Regions from separate parts of the Sus scrofa genome. Here all the other regions are linked to region 3. Evidence: chromatin contacts called from public HiChIP or PLAC-seq data. All regions are on one chromosome and are shown on one strand. Each heading gives the region's core, a stretch centred on a gene start, on an enhancer-like site or on the middle of the called end of the contact. The rest is flanking DNA. Distances are from core to core; before and after follow the strand shown. Region 1 has its middle 110 kb from the start of NDUFV2. Region 2 has its middle 92 kb from the start of NDUFV2. Region 3 overlaps MTCL1 (microtubule cross-linking factor 1).

Region 1 (3,987 bases), core at 725-3,224, 150 kb after region 3:
TTTAGGGCTGCAGGTGCAGCACATGGAGGTTCCCAGGTTAGGGGTTGAATCAGAGCTGCAGCTGCCAGCCTATACCACAGCCACAGCAACATGGATCCAAGCATGGCAGCTCAAGGCAATGCCAGATCCTTAACCCACTGAGCAAGGCCAGGGATCAGACCCACATCCTCATGGATACTAGTCGGACTATGTCCACTGAGCCACATAGGAACTCCTCTTTTTTTTTCTTTTTAGGGTTGCATCTGCGGCATACAGAACTTCCCAGGTTAGGGGTCAAATTGAGCTACATCTTCAGACCTACACCACAGCCACAGCAACATGGGATCCAAGCCACATCTGTGACCTATGTTGCAGCTCGCAGCAATGCCAGATCCTGAATCTACTGAGTGGGGCCAGGGATCACACCCACATCCTCAGGGACACTATGCTGGGCTCTCAACTTGTGAGCCACAATGGGAACTCCCACTTTCTGTGCATTTTCATCTGTTTTAATTTCCTCCATGATCCTGCTCACTTTATAGGGGAGGAGAACTGGCCAAGGTGGCTGGTGATTTCCCCGGGGTCGTGCAACTGGGATGCAACGAACCCAAGACTGCTTCTAAAGCACCCACCATCCCACTCTCCCAATCGGCCTGGGTCACAAAGCCCTTTTTTAAAGAAAAACAATAGACATTTGCCTCTTGCAGTTCTGGAAGCTGAGAAGGCCAAGTTGGAGGCCAGCGGGCCTGGTGTCTGGTGAGGACCCTCTTCCTGGCTTGCAGACACAGCCAGTGCTAACGTAACCTAACAACTCCTACCATCCCACCTTGTTGGTCCAGACTCTGAGCTGGCAGAGGAAACAAGTAGGAGTTGAGAAAACAGTATGGCAGTGCCTCCAAAAATTAAACATAGCATTACCAAGTGATCCAGCAAGTCCACATCTAGGTAGAGACCTAAAAGGATTGAAAGCAGGGGCTCAAACAGAGTCCACACAGTTCATAGTAGGATTGTTCACAATAGCCAAAAAGCAGAAACAACCCAGTGTGCACCAAAGGATGAATGGCTAAATAAATGTGGTCCACCCGTACAATGGAATATCATTCAGCCTTTAAAAATGAAGGACATGCTGATACCGGCTACAACATGGAAGAACCTCGAGGCCATTATGATCAGTGACATAAGTTAGTCACAAAACAACAAATACTGCATCATTCCGGGGAGCTCCCTGGTGGTCTAGGGCTTAGGACGCAATGCTTTCACCACTGCGGCCTGGGTCCAATCCCTGGTCTGGGAACTGAGATCCTACATCAAGTCACCGCATGCTGTGGTCAAAAAAAAAAGTTATGTATATATGTTATATGATCCCATTTTTTTTTTTTTTTTGGCTTTTATCTTTTTAGGGCTGCCCTTGCAGTATATGGAGGTTCCCAGGCTATGGGTCGAATCAGAGCCACTGGCCTACAGCACAGCCACAGCAATGCCTGATCCGAGCCGTGTCTGCAACCTGATCATGGCAACTCCAGATCCTTAACCCACTGAACGAGGCCAGAGATCGAACCTGCGTCCTCATGGATACTAGTCAGATTTGTTTCGGCTGAGCCATGACAGGAACTCCCTTATTCCACTTCTATGAAGTGTCCAGACAGTCAAATTTCTAGAGACAGAAAGTAGGATGGTGGTTTCCAGGGGCGGTGAGAGGGAGGAGTGTTGGGGTCACCAATCGATGGGTACTTTCAGTTTGGGAGGGTGAAATGTTGTCAAGATGGAGATGAGGATGGTTGCACAACATTGTGAATGACCTTAGTGACACTGTGCTGAGCACTCACAAGTGATTAAAAGGGTAAACTGTAGGGTATGTATATTTCACACCAAAAGAAAACCTTACAAGGGCAGGACTTTAGACTTTGCCCTTAAGCATCCTCTTTTATCAAGAACAAAAGCATCTCCCCCACATTATGCTATTCTGCCACGTGGTCATGAGATGAGCAAAGCTGGCGGGGGGAGATGCCAGACTGAAGAAATAAATATAAACTGGTGGAAGCAGGCTGTCTCAGCCCCTTGAGAAATTGACTGGTTTTACCGGTTTAGCAGAAGGGGAAATTAAGAGCTGAAATAACCTGACTCAGGCCTCACAACAAGGGAAATCAGCCTTCTGTGGCCGAGGCTCCCAGCCTTGGCTGCCCTGGCAGGATTTACCCTCATCACACACTTACAAACACATGTAAGAAACAGGAAGGATGCAGTGGGGGAGCTGGTGTGCATGTGGACACATACTTGCCCAAAGAGAAAAGCATGGGGATGATTTATACACAAGATTTCTCAATTTATTTGCCCAAAGATTGCAGAACCAGATGCTTGGTTCTTCCCACAGGTGCTGCATGTCAAGCTTTCCTGCCCTCTATGCACCAGAGGTGGACCTGTTTCCCAGCTCCTAACAGAAGGACACATTCCTGCTGAACAAGGGAAAAGATGTGACAGAAATAAAACTCACTCTGTGTTCCTTGAGCCCCTACTAAATGCCAGAGACTGTGTTCACCCAGAAACACAGCTGAGAAGTAGCCACACTTAAGTGCCTGCCCTCAGATGGGGACACAGATGTCATACTAAGGGAAGCCTGAATAGCAGGAAAACACAGGGGATTACAGGGGGCTACAGCCCAGGGTGACAGCGAGTCTGAATAGCTCAGGGAGCAGGTAGGATGGCTCCTCGGGGCTCAGAGCAGCAGAATCCCCAGGAGATGGAGAGGCAGGTGGTGCCATGGGCTGAAGGTTTGCATCCTCCCCAAACTCAAACATTGAAACCCAACCCCACCATGATGTATTAGGAGGTGGGGCCTTAGGGAGGGGGTTAGATGGTGAGCCCTCTGGAATGGGATTAGTGTCCTTCTTAAGGAGACACATCACCCCTCCCACCATGTGAGGACCAGTGAGAAGATGGCCATCAGGGAGGGAGAAGACCCCTGCCAGACACTGGGTCTGGCCGAGCCTTGGTCTTGGACTTCCCAGCCCCAGACTGTGGGAAAGAAAGGTCTGTGGGATTTGTTAGAGCAGTCTGAGCTAGGATAGGCAGGGAGGTACATATATAGATGGATAGCTAGTTAGATGGATGGACAGACGGACAGACAGACAGATGAATAATGATTGATAGACAGATGACAGAAAATGGATATATGGATGATAGATGGATGATAAATAGATGATAGATGAAGTGACAGCTAGGTAGGTAGATAGATGATAGATAATAAATAGATGACAGATGGATAGAATAGGTAGATAAATAGATATAGATGATAGCTAGGTAGGTAGGTAGATAAGATAGATAGATATGTGATAGATAAAGATATATAGATATTAGATAAATGGATAGGTAGGTAGATAAATAGACAACAGCTAGACAGAAGTATGGATGATAGCTTTGTTGGTCGGACGGGCCTCAAGCACTTTTGGGAGCTGCCTAAGGAGCCGCACCTGCTCGTCCGAGGCTGACGCTGAGGCCCACAGGGCAGACACTCAGGGAAGGAAAGACCATGGAAAGAAAGCAGGGGAGAGAGGAAGCCCTCTTGTTGGGTGATGGGCCCAAGCCAGGCCTTTGTCAAGGACCAAACCCACAGCTGGGCAGGGGGAGGGGGAGGAGCTGGAGGAGGGTCCAGGGAGGCAGAGCGGTGGGTGCCAGCCCCAGGGGAGCGGCAGCTGTGGGGCCTATGCTCCACCCCTACCCGCCTCACCTCCTGAGTCAGAAGGACCAGAGCCAGAAGAACTGGTCTGCCAGAGACACACAGGAAAAGCGGTTCTGAGAGGTGAGGTTCTGCTGTGCCAAGCGGACAGATTTCAAAGGCACCGCAGATGGGGACCTAACGGGACGCGCTCAGGGGATGACATCTGAGCCGAGGCCCACAGGGTGACAGGAGTCAGCCAGGTGCAGGGAAGGGAGCATGGGGACCACGTTATAAAGCAGATGCTGTCTGCAAAAGCGCTGTGTCTTTAAAAGGAAACGGGAATAAAAAGGGAA
Region 2 (4,010 bases), core at 809-3,308, 170 kb after region 3:
TAGAATCCCAGCTTAGTGCCCGGTCCCTGATGTCATAGCTGCTAATCCTCTGTGATGGCTCTTATGCACCTGTTGAAGTCGGCTGCTTTCAGGGCTCAGTGAACTCTGCTTCCTTGTACCTTGTTTGGCCTTGGATTTTCCCCAACATGAGCTCTTTGGCTTGGAATGTGCTTGGCTCTTTTTTTTTTTTTTTTTTTTTTTTTTTTTTTTTGTCAGTCTATTTAAAGACAGGAGAATGAACTTGGAGAGGGTAAGTAACAGCAATACAGGAGACTTGAGATAGAGATGGAATTTTTGTCATTGATCCTAGCCATCAAAAGCAGTCATTAACCTTGTTTTGTTGCTGTTCTGTGACAGGCTGGTAGAAAAGCACCGGTTGATTGAAAGGTTCAGTGCAGTGGGGGACAAGCCAAAAGATTTGGTTCAATGCTTCGATTCTGACCTAGGAACATAACCCAAGTGCACAGAAATCAAACAAGCATAGTCCACGTTCATATTTTTAAGCTCAGCTGCAGCACTTCTGTCATGTCAGAGGGTCTTTAAGGCTCTATTTGTCCAATAACTGTTCATTTGGAAGAAAAGGATGCATTTAAGTCACGGGAAGTCTTTAAGCAGTAGAATCTTTCTTAGTTTCTTGAAAAGTTTCCAACTTAAGTCATTTGTGGCAGGGGGTGGGGAGATGTGGATTGTCACCTTTTTCCATTTCTCCTCTGATGGAATTGATCTCTTTTTCTTCAGAAGGAAATGATTAGACAGAACAAACACAGAGGACTCCAAATGTTGAAATTAGCAGGCTCTTAAATTGCATAGAGTCAAATTTCTTAAAACTTAAGTCCTGGAGTTCCCGTCGTGGCACAGTGGTTAACGAATCCGACTAGGAACCATGAGGTTGCGGGTTCGGTCCCTGCCCTTGCTCAGTGGGTTAACGATCCGGCGTTGCCGTGAGCTGTGGTGTAGGTTGCAGACGCGGCTCGGATCCTGCGTTGCTGTGGCTCTGGCGTAGGCCGGTGGCTACAGCTCCGATTCAACCCCTAGCCTGGGAACCTCCATATGCCGCCGGAGCGGCCCAGGAAATAGCAACAACAACAACAACAAAAGACAAAAAGACAAAAAAGACAAAAAAAAAAAAAAAAAACAAAAAACTTAAGTCCTACCCGTGTTGCTGAAAATAGAGCCAAGAAATCCATTACCTCTTGGCTCTCCCCCCCCCCCATTTTTGTAGGTATTGTTATCACTTCCTCTACTGTGAAATAATCTATTACGCAAATCCCACTGGGAATGGCTTCTCCATCATCTTCGGCTCATCACGGCTGTCAGGGCGGAGCTCCCTGGGGTCCACGCTGAGCCTCTGCCTGGAAAGTAAGGAGCTGTGAGCCAGAGAAGGTGTGCTGGTATGTGCTGGTTGCCGTCCCCACCACAGCTGTGCATCACTGAGACAGTTCAGGAGTCTTGTGACCTATGAGGTCATGACGTCACCTCAGAAAAGACATCCAGGCGTTGATGTATTTTTCATCCTTTTTTTTTAAACAGAAACACCAACCATGTTTTAATGGCCATAGAGTGAATAAAATCTTTTCCCCTGGTGACAATTATTTTTGTTGAGTTCGTAGGGTTTTTTGTTTTTTTTTTTCTTTTCTTTTTTGTTAGGGCTGCACCCACAGCACATGGAAATTCTCTGGCTAGGGGTCAATATGGAGCTGCAGCTGCCAGCCTCCACCACAGCCACAGCAGTGTGGATCTGAGCTGCATCTGTGGCCTACGCTTTGTTGCTCATGGCAACAGCAGATCCTTAACCTAGTGAGCGAGGCCATGGATTGAACCCACATCTTCATGGATACTAGGCGGGTTCTTAACCTGCTGCCCTACAAGAGAATTCAAATTTGTAGTTTTAAGAGAGATGGGGGGTACTGTTTCCCCAAGGAAGGCAGGTGGAGATGAATCTTCTCAAGAGAGGAGCAGATAAAATGTAAACTTACAGCATGAGGAACTTGACCACTCATCCATAACAACCTCCACTCTACAAGCTAAGAGTGAAAGGCGTCTCTCATTTATGAAATAGGGAAGTGGCACAATGTACAGCAGAAAACCAGAGCTTTGAAACTGAAGAATTTTCACTGGCCATAGTCGGGGGTGGGGGGGGGTGGTCAGTGAAAGCCGACAGGCTTTCTCGAACTATGATTTTCAGCCAATATCATGGACTGAGCGGACATAGAAGGGTCTCATTGCCCTTCGCCACCATCTCTCTCTAAACACATATATCCCCCTAAAACAGAGGTAAGAGCAGAACCCAGCTTACTTAACTTAGGAAAGGAACCTGTAGCCAGAGTGGCAATTAAGAGCAGAAGCAGGTGGCCTGGGGACATCAGACTCACATAAACATCTTACCCCTAGGAGCTGAGATTTTAACACACACACTGAGGGGATTTCCTGTCGTGGCTCAGCAGTTAGCAAACATGACTAGTATCCATGAGGATGCAGGTTCGATCCCTGACCTTGCTCAGCGGGTTAAGGATCCAAACCTTAACCAGATGTTAAGTGGGTATTGCTGTGAGCTGTGGTATAGGCCAGCAGCTACAGCTCTGATTGGACCCCTAAGCTGGGTGCGGCCCTAAAAAGCAAAAACAGACAAACGAAAAAAACTTCTATACTGTCAGGAATCTCAAAAGCACATCCCTTTCATAAACTTAGGAGTAGAAAATCTCTCGCTATTTTCCTGAGGAAGAAACAGGATGATTGCCGTCCACTCTGGTTCCTAGATAAAAAGAGCCTCCCAGAGCATGCCAAAGTGGAGGCGTGAGGTCTGAATTTACAATTTGGATTTGGTGAGAAAACCCCCAAGCTAAGAAATTAATAGAAAGATTCTTCTGATCTGGGTGTTTGGAACCACCAGTAATATAGCAGAGGTCCATGGAAAACTGTCCTATAAAGACATTTCTTGGAGTTCCCACTGTGGCTTGGTGGGTTAAGGGCTCAACATAGTGTCTGTGAGGATGTGGGTTTGATCCCTGGCTTCACTCAGTGGGTTAAGGATACAGTGTTGCTGCAAGCTGTGGCATAGGTCACATCTTGGATCAGGCGTTGATATGCCTGTGGTGTAGGCCTGCAGCTGCATCTCTGATTCAACCCCTGGCCCAGGAATTTCCATATACCTCAGTTGCGGCCCCAAGAAGAAAAAAAAAAAAATTCCCTGATTCTTGTTATAAAATGAATTATGGAGTTGCCGTCATGGTGCAGCAGAAATGAATCCATCTAGGAACCATGAGGTTGCGGGTTTGATCCCTGGCCTTGCTCAGTGGGTTAAGGATCTGGTGTTGCCATGAGCTATGGTGTAGGCTGGCAGCCTGAGAACCTCCACATGCCGCGGGTGTGGCCCTAAGAAGAGACGAAAAGACAAAAAACGAACAAACAAAAACGAATTATGTGCTCCCATCATTCATATATTGAAGCTCTGGCCCCCCAACATGACTGTAGTTGGAGACTGAGCCTGTAAGGATGTAATTAAGGTTACATGAGGTCATGGGGTGGGTCCCCGAACCTATGGGACTGGTGTCCTTGTACGAAGAGGAAGGGACCCCAAGGGTGTACACAGAGGAAAGGCCACATGGACACAGGGAGAAGGTGGCTGTGTGCGAGCCAACGAGAGAGGCCTCAGGAGGAGTAGCCCCGCCCACACCTCGAGCCTGGGCCTCCAGCCTCCACACTTACTCACTTGAGGAAACACCTGTATTTGAGTCCCAGGCTGTGATACTTTCCACAGCAGCCCAAGCAAACCACAGTGCCCCTGGATACACGACGCCCTGAGCACCTTCACTGAAGGTACACTCACAGGAAAAATGTACAGACCCCACCAAGGAAGAGAATCACAAGGAACAGCCAACAGGAGACTGCACTCTTCAAACTGAAGGTAATGGACTAAGCTGGAAAGGCTTATTAACCAAGTTTGTTTAAAATATTTAGAGGGAAAAGAAGATATAGAAACCATAGTCAAGTATAGGGTAACATGGGAAAAG
Region 3 (3,673 bases), core at 894-3,393:
GCAGTGGTTAGGATTTTTCATTTTTCTCTTTGCACATTAATGAGACTTCACAGTCTTACTTAATCATCTTTATTTTGTAACAACTGTGCTCTGACGTGTTTTAACTAGCAAATTTCTGATTCCTAGGTCTCAAGACACGTGTCTCCAAGGTGTAAAATGAATCCACCAGCCCCTATTGCAAAGCACGTGTGGGCCCCAGTCCCCAAATTTGCACACGCAGCAACCTGCCATTTTTATCATCGTGTTCTTTTCCCGGAAGACAACAGCATCTGCCAGGCTCGGTGTGCTGGGGTCCCTGTCCGTCCCAGAAGGGCCTGGTGGCCCTGGACGATTTGCCATGTGGCCGGGCTTTTTCTCTGCCCCCAGCCCTGACTTTGACGGCTGTACCTTTCTTCTGCCAAAGTGTCTCAATATAACTTTCCTCCTCTCCTCCTCATTTTCTTTGTGGTATTTTGTCCTCTGATAATAGTTTTCTCGTCTTTTCCAAATAAGGGCTTTTGCTGTCTGCAGCCTCAGATCCTTCGGAAAGCATCAGAGCCCCCACAAACATTTTCACTGCTGTGAGCTACCTCGTGAGTGTGGCAGTGCACAACCATTCCTGCGACAGTTCTTTGTCCTCTTTGGCTAAAGAAAGGAAAGACTCTTTGGTTGAAAAAACAAAATAAAACAAAACCCAGCAACCTGGGGCTCAGAAACCTCGAGAAAAACAAAAAGAAAACCAGCCCCACTCGGGAGATGGGGCTGCCGGGGCTTGGCAGGCAGCTCTGGGTTGAGAGGCCTGTGACTGTGAGTGAGGGCTTGGCATCAGGGTCACGTTGGTGCCCCACCTCCAAGATTGGGGGACCCTGAAGCATGACCTGACCCTTTTCTTGTCTGTTACCCAGTGATTAGAATATATCATCTATGTCCTCTGTCTCAGGCTCCCTGGAGAAGTTAGGTTAGATGTGTCATGAAGGTTTAACACTGTGCCTGGACCAGGAAGTGTCCAACCAAAGGCAGGGTTTTTTTGTTTCTTTGTTCTTGTGGCCACACCTGTAGTATATGGAAGCTCTTGGGTTAGGGGTCAAATTGGAGCTGCGGCTGAGGCCTACGTCACAGCCACACCAAATCTGAGCTGCCTCTGCGTGCTGTGTCGCAGCTTGCGGCAACACAGCAACCTTAACTCACTGAATGAGGCCAGGGATCGCACCTCCATCCTCATGGACACTATGTAGGGTTCTTAACCGTCTGAGCCACAGTGGGAACTCCCAAATGGGCGTTAACGTCATCGTGGTCTTTCCAGGCTGGCCCAGGAAAAAGGAGCCCTTCCCTTTTTGGCCGTGGAGGGTTTTCCACCAAGTCCCAGGGGCCAAGTGCGTTGGACCCAGCAGTGTATTGGTGGTGCAGCTGACTTCAGAATGGAGGGAACCCGTCTCCCTGGGAGACCTTTAGGGGTAAGTGGAGGGGAGGCATCGTCCCGCCATAACCTGGTGCTTCTGGCTGAAGAAGCTGATCATTCCCATTCTTCACATCTGGTCACACTGAAAAGAGAACCACAGTGTGGGTCAGAGAAGCTCGACATCATCCTGCTAACCGGACAGAGACCTGGGCCCCTTCGTTGTCTCATTCTGATGGTATAACTGCGTGCTACCAGTCAGCCCCAAAGTCCAAATGACTTTCTAAATAATAGGAATCTGTAAGAATTCAGAAACTCTTTTGCCTACATCTGTACCCACTTTCCCTCAGGACTCACAGTGTGAGAGCATCCTAATTTTCATTTGCCTCCTTTTATTCCCAATCTAAATTTTAAGCCCAACGTCTGTCTCTGAACCTTTTTAGCAATTGAGAGCTTGATAGTTTCTCTGAAATTGCTTGGAGGACACTGGCTCATTTAAATTAAGAAACATCAAGAATTGATGTGAAAGTCCAAATAATTGCCTAACTTCAGATTGTATTGAATCATATTCATTCATTACTCAGCAAATGCGTCAGCCTTAGGTGGATTCAGTTGGGATTCAAGCTGAATTCTTTTCCTTTTCAATAGGACTTGAGAGTTGATGTGCTGGCAGTTGGCCAGATTTGAAAAGGAAGTGGGCTTGAGTCACAGGCCAGTCCCCCTTCTGGGTTCTTGACATTGACCCCTTTCCTTACTGTTTCTTGGAAGAGACTGTCCGCTGGCTCTGAGTCATCAGACGGGTGAACAGGCATGATGCTCGTAAAATATCCCTGTACGCAGGGTGGCTGGCAGGTACAGCCAGGGGAGGGGGGGGAGTATGCAGGGGCCCCGCCATGCTGAGGGAGTGTGTGCAGAGGACCTGTGGTGCTGTGGGGAACCCTCGGGGGCTCCCTGGTCTTCTTCACCAAGGGTATCTGGATCAGTTACCCTTCAAGGACCAGACCTAGAAAAACAACATCGCCTTGTGGGAGGAGACCCAGAAGTTGGCGTGGATAACTTCCGGTGAAGTGCGCTGTGATTCTGCATGGGGTGTCGGTGACAGCCTCTTGTCTCTGACCTCTTTACAGATTTTAGTTTCCTGTTTTTGTGTTAATTGCAAAGGAAATTGTATTCACTATAGATAATTTAGAAACTTGGAAAAGCCACAGATAAGAAAATTAGAATCACCCATAATTCCATCATCTGAACAGGATCACTATTAACTTTTTTTTTTTTTTTTGGCTTTTTAGGGCCGCAAGTGCGGCACATGGAAGTTTCCAGCGTAGGGGTCTAATCGGAGCTACAGTTGCCGGCCTACACCACAGCCACAGCAACGCCAGATCCTCAACCCACTGAGCAAGGCCAGGGATGGAACCCACAACCTCATGGTTCCTCGTTGGATTCATTTCTGCTGCGCTATGATGGGAACTCCCCACTATTAACATTTTAATGCACATTTCTCTAGTCCTGCTTTTCTCACATACACATGTAATACGTATGTATACTGGTAATTTTTTAGATATAAATTGAAATTACAAAATGCATGCTGTGGAGTTCCCGTCGTGGCGCAGTGGTTAACGAATCCGACTAGGAACCATGAGGTTGCGGGTTCGGTCCCTGGCCTTGCTCAGTGGGTTAACGATCCGGCGTTGCCGTGAGCTGTGGTGTGGGTTGCAGACGCGGCTCGGATCCCACGTTGCTGTGGCTCTGGCGTAGGCCGGTGGCTACAGCTCCGATTCAACCCCTAGGCTGGGAATCTCCATATGCCACAGGAGCGGACCTAGAGAAAGGCAAAAAAAAAAAAAGGGAAGAAATAGCAACAACAACAACAACAACAAAAAGACAAAAGACAAAAAAAAAAAAAAAAAAATGCATGCTGTTTGTCACCTTCACTTTCCTTTCCATTTCCTGAATCTTAACGTATTCTTCAGAAACATCATTTTAATAACCCTGTGCAGTATTCACTTACTGTTATAAAAGGTACTGTGATCAGCATTCTTGATTCATTCATAAATCTTCAAACATTGCTGTGTTTATCCATAGGGGACATTCCCAGGTGTGGGATTCCTGTGTGTACTTGTCTGAAGTTCAGTGGGACCCCTTACTGTTACTGATCAGTGCAGGGGGGGGTGCTGCCTCTGTGGCAGACACTTGCTAATGCTGTGTCAAACTTCTTTTAGTCCAAAAATCTCTAAGTGAGAACTGATACCTTGTTGTTTTAATTACTAGTTATCGTGTTCATGGCCATTTGTTTATTCT

Evidence for each region. HiChIP or PLAC-seq counts read pairs in DNA pulled down with a chosen protein or histone mark.
Region 1: a contact with region 3 is called in an H3K27ac HiChIP or PLAC-seq map of alveolar macrophages. The contact joins two enhancer-like sites. A contact is called at or near these places in 2 of 2 datasets of contacts at active chromatin or transcription factors (alveolar macrophages and skeletal muscle).
Region 2: an H3K27ac HiChIP or PLAC-seq map of alveolar macrophages shows a contact between it and region 3. The contact joins two enhancer-like sites. A contact is called at or near these places in 2 of 2 datasets of contacts at active chromatin or transcription factors (alveolar macrophages and skeletal muscle).

The regions. Positions count from the first base shown.
Region 1 is chr6:98,962,653-98,966,639 of Sscrofa11.1, reverse strand. No RefSeq gene overlaps it. Among named protein-coding and RNA genes, the nearest start is that of NDUFV2, 110 kb to the right of the region's middle. Within about 2 kb of position 1,974, at least 15 of the 83 cell types and tissues checked have an H3K27ac peak or open chromatin away from gene starts, as enhancers often do. A contact at or near this core is called in alveolar macrophages, where this site is marked.
Region 2 is chr6:98,942,924-98,946,933 of Sscrofa11.1, reverse strand. No RefSeq gene overlaps it. Among named protein-coding and RNA genes, the nearest start is that of NDUFV2, 92 kb to the right of the region's middle. Within about 2 kb of position 2,058, at least 4 of the 83 cell types and tissues checked have an H3K27ac peak or open chromatin away from gene starts, as enhancers often do. A contact at or near this core is called in alveolar macrophages, where this site is marked.
Region 3 is chr6:99,112,036-99,115,708 of Sscrofa11.1, reverse strand. The region is part of intron 4 of MTCL1 (microtubule cross-linking factor 1); the gene reads left to right. Among named protein-coding and RNA genes, the nearest start is that of MTCL1, 65 kb to the left of the region's middle. Within about 2 kb of position 2,143, at least 9 of the 83 cell types and tissues checked have an H3K27ac peak or open chromatin away from gene starts, as enhancers often do. A contact at or near this core is called in alveolar macrophages, where this site is marked.